2 separate regions of the Nothobranchius furzeri genome follow, and region 2 is linked to region 1. The links are chromatin contacts, called in public Micro-C maps. All regions are on one chromosome and are shown on one strand. The core of a region is the stretch at or near the end of the contact, and the rest is flanking DNA. Distances in the headings are between cores, read along the strand shown.

Evidence for each region. Hi-C and Micro-C count contacts between places; a contact is called where the count stands out from the background.
Region 2: a contact with region 1 is called in a Micro-C map of tail fin, with 6 times the contacts expected there. The contact joins the promoter of celsr1a here to the enhancer-like site in region 1. A contact is called at or near these places in 2 of 2 Hi-C or Micro-C datasets (skeletal muscle and tail fin).

The regions. Positions count from the first base shown.
Region 1 is chr1:55,431,761-55,435,390 of NfurGRZ-RIMD1, forward strand. celsr1a (cadherin EGF LAG seven-pass G-type receptor 1a) reads right to left here. Exons shown (of 36, transcript XM_070549048.1): 26 at 1,690-1,864; 27 at 893-1,005. Among protein-coding and RNA genes, the nearest start is that of gramd4a, 16 kb to the left of the region's middle. Within about 2 kb of position 1,656, at least 1 of the 3 cell types and tissues checked has an H3K27ac peak or open chromatin away from gene starts, as enhancers often do. A contact at or near this core is called in tail fin, where this site is marked.
Region 2 is chr1:55,530,188-55,533,817 of NfurGRZ-RIMD1, forward strand. It overlaps celsr1a (cadherin EGF LAG seven-pass G-type receptor 1a), which reads right to left and starts at 1,900. Exons shown (of 36, transcript XM_070549048.1): 1 at 1-1,900. The coding sequence starts at 1,673.

The DNA.
Region 1 (3,630 bases), core at 406-2,905:
GGAACAAGGTGTCGGAAAGCTCTCAAAGAGCTGACAGGAGGCTGAGAAGAGCAATATTTGGCTGTAGTTGAGGAGAAAGGAAAGGAGTTGGGGGTCATATAACCCTAGGGCATGAGTAGGGGGTGGTTGGGAGAAATCCCAGCCATCGCTCAACCACCATGAGATGTACTGGGGTTAAAGGAGCAAAACATCAATGACTGGTGGTCCCCAGCTGATGGCCCGCTTATGTCCAGAGGGGCGATTAGAGGAGCACGTTAGTGCAAAGGCATTGACGAAGGTGGGACAAGCAGTACATCTTTTCAGGTAAACCATCAACCTGTATCTCCATTAGCCAAACTACACGACGTCCCGCTCCAGTAGGACACACCATCATCACAAGCATACTCGCAAAAAAGCATAGATCACACAGAGCTGACAAATACCCAACACAACAACGGTAACGCTTCTTTTGTTAAACTCCTAACTGGTCTCCAAAAAAGGAGTGGTCCACATGTTCTTATGCGTAGCCTCCATTGTTGCTAATGATGCTACTGCAACTTTGACATTGTAATCCTATCACTGGTTTATCACGTCACTTCCTCGGTGTAGATTCATTGGTTGTACTTAAACCAGGTTTTCTGACACAGCTTGAAGACTGTATTTAGTTGTGGGGATGTTCAATAAACTGTCGCTGGGCTGGTCACACTGGACAAAGCTGCAAATCACCCTCACATTCACCATTTCTTGTCACGATTCTGTTCACGATGAGAGATATGTCTACGATGGCTGAAAAACGTACAGTGGGGCCTGGGCTTTAAAATTTGCAGGAAAAGGTCATACAAGCAAAAATATTATAGCCCACCTTATGGTGGCTTTTACTGAAAAAGAAGAAAGCTGTAATTCAGGCACATACCAGGACAACTACAAAGATGGGTCCTGCAAAGCTCCAGATGAGAGTGTCATGGATTGAAAGCCAGCAGAAATCCGGGTTCCCATAACCCTGAGGGTCGAGGCCTACTGCCAAACCTACACAAACACATCAAAACAACAAGATAAAAAAGTCTAAGTTTTTCTGCATTTGTACCTTTTATTCCTCCTCACTTGTTCTAACACACATGAATAGTTTTAGTTTTCACGTCTCACCTTTCATACAATTTTCTAGAGTTCCAGCCTATTATTTGAAATTAATTTCTATTTCAGTTTACCTCTAATGTTTTTTATTGAATGTATTCTTTATTTAACCAGGAAGATCCCATTGAGATTAAAAACCTCATTTTCAAGGGAGTTCCAGCCAAGCGGCAGCAAAAGTTACAGTTAGAAAATGTTTCTGTTACACAGACGTTATGTACAAAATGACAGAAGGCAGTTACAACACAGGGAATCTGTCTCAAGGGCTCTCAATCTATTGAAGCTGAGTAAAACAAACTAAAATGAGTCTTACTGACAAGTATCAGCTACGAATGTGCAATAGAAACACATTTAGTCATTCTTCTTCTACATTACATAAACTACAGTTTCATCTTGTTTTTGACGATTCGAAGATCATGTCTCAGTATGTCTCATTCTTCCGGTGTCTTGTTCAATAACGTTCCCACGAGGATCTACACATGACAGACTAGTCACAGCTTGAAGTTTGCCGGCAGCTCCGCTCTCTTCCACAGATTTGTTTGTCGGAGGTTGTGTTTGTGCTTGCTGCTGTGTGTTTCTCACCAGTGATGATAGCTGGTATGCCCCAGCCTATGGCGTAGTAGAACCTCATGTGGCCGTGGTTGATGTTGCGCTGCTCCGTCAACATGCGGTAGATGTGCAGCCCCTCAACGAACATCCAGGCAAAGGTGCACATGTAGAAGTAATGAAGGAGGATGGCTATAACGGTACACACAAACTGGAAAGAGACATATACAAAAACAGATCGGTTTTTGCGTGCAGATTTAAAAACAGTTACATTATATTTGTCCTTTGGTTAAAAATGACTGGCTTGTATGTTCATGTAATAAAAAGTGGTGACACGAGGATGCTCCTCTAGAACACACAGCTTTGGATTTCATAAAGGCTCACTGGGCTGACACTACTTGCAACTAGATGGAAACAGATGTTCACAAGTCAATTTTCCAAGTCTTGAGTATTTTATGAAGCCCAAGTCAAGTCCCAAATCTTTTAGGCAGAAGTCCAAGTCACTCTCAAGTGAAGTCTTGCATCTTTGAGGGCCAGGTTTTAGTCAAGTCCTAAACCTCTTAAGTTCAAAGCTAAATCTGTCGCGAACCCCAGCCACCAACCTGGACGCAATTCTATCAACTAGGACTACATTACCCAGCATCCCGCTCACCGGATTGTCCACTCCATGTCACCAGCCTCATCTGTTTACGGAAGTCCAACACATAGGGCGGTCACTCAGTCATTGATTCTTTCGATCGAGCCACACGTTTCCAATTGCTTTCCAAGCCAACTCCACCTAGAAAACTGCCTACTACCCATATGTACAGTCTATGCTACTACCCGTAAGTCTGTTTTCTCTTACTTCTGGAAATCCCTGCTCAGCGATTCCTATATTAACTGCAGTCTCATTTAACGCCAATACTTCCGTACCTGGGTCATACTGCATGCCACATCTGAACTCCCTGTTTTTTCAGACCAGTTCATCCCAGTCTGACAAAATCAAGTCTCCAGTTTTCGAGGGGCAAGTCCAAGTGATGTCTAGTGTCTTTAAGAGTCTTTAAGGTCCAAGTCTGATGATAGAAATAAATATTTATTTGACTTTGTAAGTTTTTTTTAAATAAATAAATGCTTCTGCAGATTTTTATTTCACTAGTGAAAAACTGGGTTTGATTGGTGCAAACCTATGTTGATGGTGCAAACTGTTGTAAACTATAGTAAATATGGTGTCGCATTTAGATAAAATCCCAAATTGCACAGGTTAACGACTCACTTTGTCCTGGACCAGGGAGCTGTGCTCACCTCTTGTTTGTGGCTTACTAACCTGCTTACTTTCACTTCAGATTACATTAGATAAAGATTGTTCACAAGACTTGAGTTCTCATCTCATCTGGGACAATGGTGGCTGGGGAGTTAAGAGCCTGTCTCGTAAGTGCATGATTGCGTGACTGAGTCCTGCTCACAATGTCGCAGCCGCTGTGTACTTAAGAGAAAGACACATAACCCAAGTATCCTGCTGGTGGTGTCCATGGAAACGGTGGTGCCTGTGAACGGCAACCTTGCATCCCTCAGTGAGCCCCAGGGCAGCTGTGGCTATGATGAAGCTCATCACCACCAGCGTGTGTGTGTGTGTGTGTGTGTGTGTGCATGGGTGAATGACTGGATGCGTTGTGAAGCACCTTGGGGGTTTTGGAAACCTGGAAGGTGCTATTAGAATTCAAGTGATCTACCATCTCTGTACACAACACTTTCTTTATATTGATAATCACAAACAAACAGTTAAAATTCAGTAACAGTCTTATTTGTGTCTCATGTTGTTTGCTATTTACCCAGCACTTTCTCACTCACTAAAACTAAATCAAAGTGAGTTTCATTCCCCAGAGACCACTCAGTTAATTTATGATGCTGCACAAATTCATCAGTCATGGTCAAAATTCCAGCATGAAGGCCTTTCAGCTCATATCTAGGAAAAAAAACCCCAACATTTTGAGACTTTTC
Region 2 (3,630 bases), core at 650-3,149, 99 kb after region 1:
ACCATCCCTGTGCCATTTATCAGTGGAGGCCTGCCACCATCTTGTGCTTTAATCCGTAGATTATACTCACGAATCATCTCATAGTCCAAAGGGTTGATGACGTTAATCACACCAGTGGGGGAGTTGATGTAGAATTGTCCTTTGATGTTGCCACTGATGATACTGTAGTGAACTTTGGCGTTGTTTCCCTCATCTTTATCTGTTGCCTCCACCCGGATGATTTCTGTGTCGACTGCCACGTTCTCTTTGACCTGTACAACATACCTCTTCTCGCTGAACTGTGGATAGTTGTCATTTTCATCCTCCACAGTGATGTGAACAGTAGCAGTGGCAGTCAGAGGATGAGGGTCTTTGCCCTGATCATTGGCCTCAACTATCAGTTTGTACTGGACCTGGGTCTCCCTGTCGGGCCGCTCCCTGATCCTCACTAGACCAGTCCGGGGATCAATCTCAAACACAGAGTTGATGGCGTCTTCATTCACAATTTTATAAATCATGTTGGCGTTGGAAGGGGCATCACCATCAGTGGCACGGATTGTCATCACTTCAAAGCCAACTTCCACATTCTCCCTGATTTTAACTCTGTAATCGTTTTGCTCAAAAGCGGGAATGTGGTCATTTTTGTCACTCACCGTAACTGTGAGGTAAGATGTGGCAGCCCTTTTGGGGGTCCCGTTGTCAGATGCAGTAACTTTAAAAACATGGGTGTCTTTCACTTCTCTGTCAAGTGCCTGGATGGTTGTTATACCCCCTGTCTTGGCATCAATTTGAAAAAAGTTGTCCGATCTCTTGTCAAATAAAGCCTCCATGCTGTACTCCAGCCTCCCCGCCTCTCCATCATCCAGGTCTACTGCTTTCAGGGTGATGACCTGTGTACCTGGAGGCTCATTCTCTGGAACAGACACCTGATAGTTGGGGAGCTGGAACTGCGGAGTGGTGTTTACTTGTCGCTTCCTCCTGTGCATCAGTTGATTTGACTTTCTGTGGGCTGTTTCTGATACTGAACCATGCTGAAGCATCAGACTCAGCTGCACAGAGACGCTGCCGCCTGGAGAGCTGGGCAAAGCGCAGTGCAAATTTTCTCTGTGCTCAAGACACAAGTCATTGACAAGGATCATATCCCCACGTCTAAACACAGCAACAAAGTCCTCCTCTCCAACACATTTCGCGTTCAAGGGGATAATATTCCGAGTGAAAGTTGGCAGAAGTTCTGTTACATTCACTAACCATTCACCTGCGTGCAAACAGGAAGTTGCCTTCAGTTTTAAAAAGTGTTTTATGTGAATGTCAGGCTTACTTGCCGTCTTCTTTCTCTTGTATTTAATAAAACAGTCTTGCCCGTGCACAAACACGTTAAAATGCGTGAGAATAACGTCTCCGGACGTGGAGGAACCGGTTCTGAAATAAACAGGCGCCGGGTTCCTTGGCGTGTGCGCGCACAGAACTTTATGGGACAAACGGATCAGCCCACTGTTCCACTCAACGTGAAAAATGTTCTGGATAAATTTGGGAGATAATGTCCTGTCGAGGCTATAAGTCCACCCAGAGCCGAGCGACAGGTTGGCTAAAAGATTCCCGGGCTGTAAAGTCTCCGAAAGGTGCATCTCCAAACATCCCACAAGCGGCACCGTCAGCAGGGCACAGACCCAGACGCAACACATCGACAGCTCCATGCTGAATTACCTGCCCGATCCCGGCCAACTCCACAGGAATCCCCTAGCTCAAGGATCAGCTGTCCCTCTCCCAACACCGCGTCTTACTTTTGACCCTCATGGTGAAGTTTTCATGCGGGAAAGGTGGCAGGTATCCATCATCCCAGTGTATCCACGGTGCGCACCGGCTGCGTGAACCCACACGGAGTTTGAAATGAGTACAAAATGGCTCCGCCACCTCCTCCACCTCCTCCTACAGCTACTCCTCCTCAGCTTATTTCCATAAACCTGCTGTGATCCCCCTTAGGGACGCTTTCACGCAGGGATTGGAAGGGGGAGGGTGTTTTATTGTTTTTTTTCTTATGTAAATTTTGGAAGTGCCACTGACCCAGTGACAAATACGCACAAGCCCATTGTTATTCCCAAAAATGGGATCGATGTTCGCCAAAGTCTGTGTGGAATGAGCATCTCCTTTTTCTTTCTTTTTGTTAAGTTGTGAACAGGTTTTTTTTAATAAATACAAAATAGTTAACGTTCCAAATAGCAATTTAGTAAAAACAAATAAAAATAAAAAACGCATAATGTTAGAATTTGGAATAAAAATCAACACTTATTCTACAACTTTTACACTTTAAGTTCTTCTCTTGTAAAAAAAAAAGGTTTTTGATGTTCTCTCACCTCTATATTATTAGTACTGATGCCAGGTGTTCCGATTAGGTTTTGTTTGTTTTTTCAATGTTTCTGATGTTCAGTTTTCTTCTGCTTTATGCTTCAATAAAAGAAAATGCGTAATCATGGTTTTAGTGATCAATTGGCAGTCCTCCACCGCACCCATGGATGGCTGTTGTTGTATTTTTAAAGTATTTTTAACATTTTTAAAAAGGTGATCACAAAATAGAAAAGAACTAGATTGATGTCCCAGAATTTTTCCCTTTAAAAATAATTTATAGCCAATTAATAAACATCACAGAATTAATGTACAGTATTAATAATAATTGTGTCCCACCTCATTTCTTATAACTTTGCTGATAACTTCTCTTATCTAATGACAAAAAGTCTCTGTATAGTTTCCCCAACAGGAAATTTGAAGATAGGCAAGTTTTTGTACAACATTAAATGTCTTTATATATGTCAAAATAAAAAACGCACTTGAGACTAAACAAAGCAGTACCATACTTTGAATCTCGTAGGACTTCACCTAACACAGTGGAGTCCAAAGCTGGCCCTCAAGGGCCAGGTTTCCTTGCTCGATGAACATGTTTTGCAGAACTCGATGACCTACTGAACAAGTTATTCAATCAGGTGTGTTGGAGCAGGGAAATAACTAAAACTTGCTGGACAGCGATCTCCAGAACCAAGATTGGTTATCCCTGCTGCAGATGATCCTTCTTCACCAATACAGACCAAAGCAACACCATCATTACTGCAGAAGAACTGATCGCATCTCTTGCTGAGTTTTATCACAAAAACCATACATCAGGATACATGAACTCATCCAGTTCACATAGAAGCTCATCCCAGACCAGAGGGAAGTCATCGAGTCTCCTTATTAGCATGATGGAGTTTGAGAACCTCCAAGAAGCTGTGCTATCTGGGAATGTGAGCCTTTAAAACTATGGCGCGGTATGGGGGCCAAAATTCAGACTACTGCCCAGCAGCAGGAGGCTATAGAAGTTCCGAAGCAAACTACTGATCTGATTAATGATAAGCTGGCGCCGGTAACTGAGAGGCTGGCACTGCTTACTGAGAAGTAGCACCTTTACCGGCGTCACTACTAGATATGCTAGGGACTAGCTTCCCTCGGCTGGTCATTGACTGGATCTAACACTCCCTCTGCTGTCTATTAGCATGGATAGGCTAGCGTTAGCCTGGACGGGCTGGTGTTAGCATTGGAGAGGCTGACCATTAGCATGGATAGGCTGGCGTTAGCATCGGAGAGGCTGGCCACTAGCTGGATTTCCTACCTCCTCGACGGACC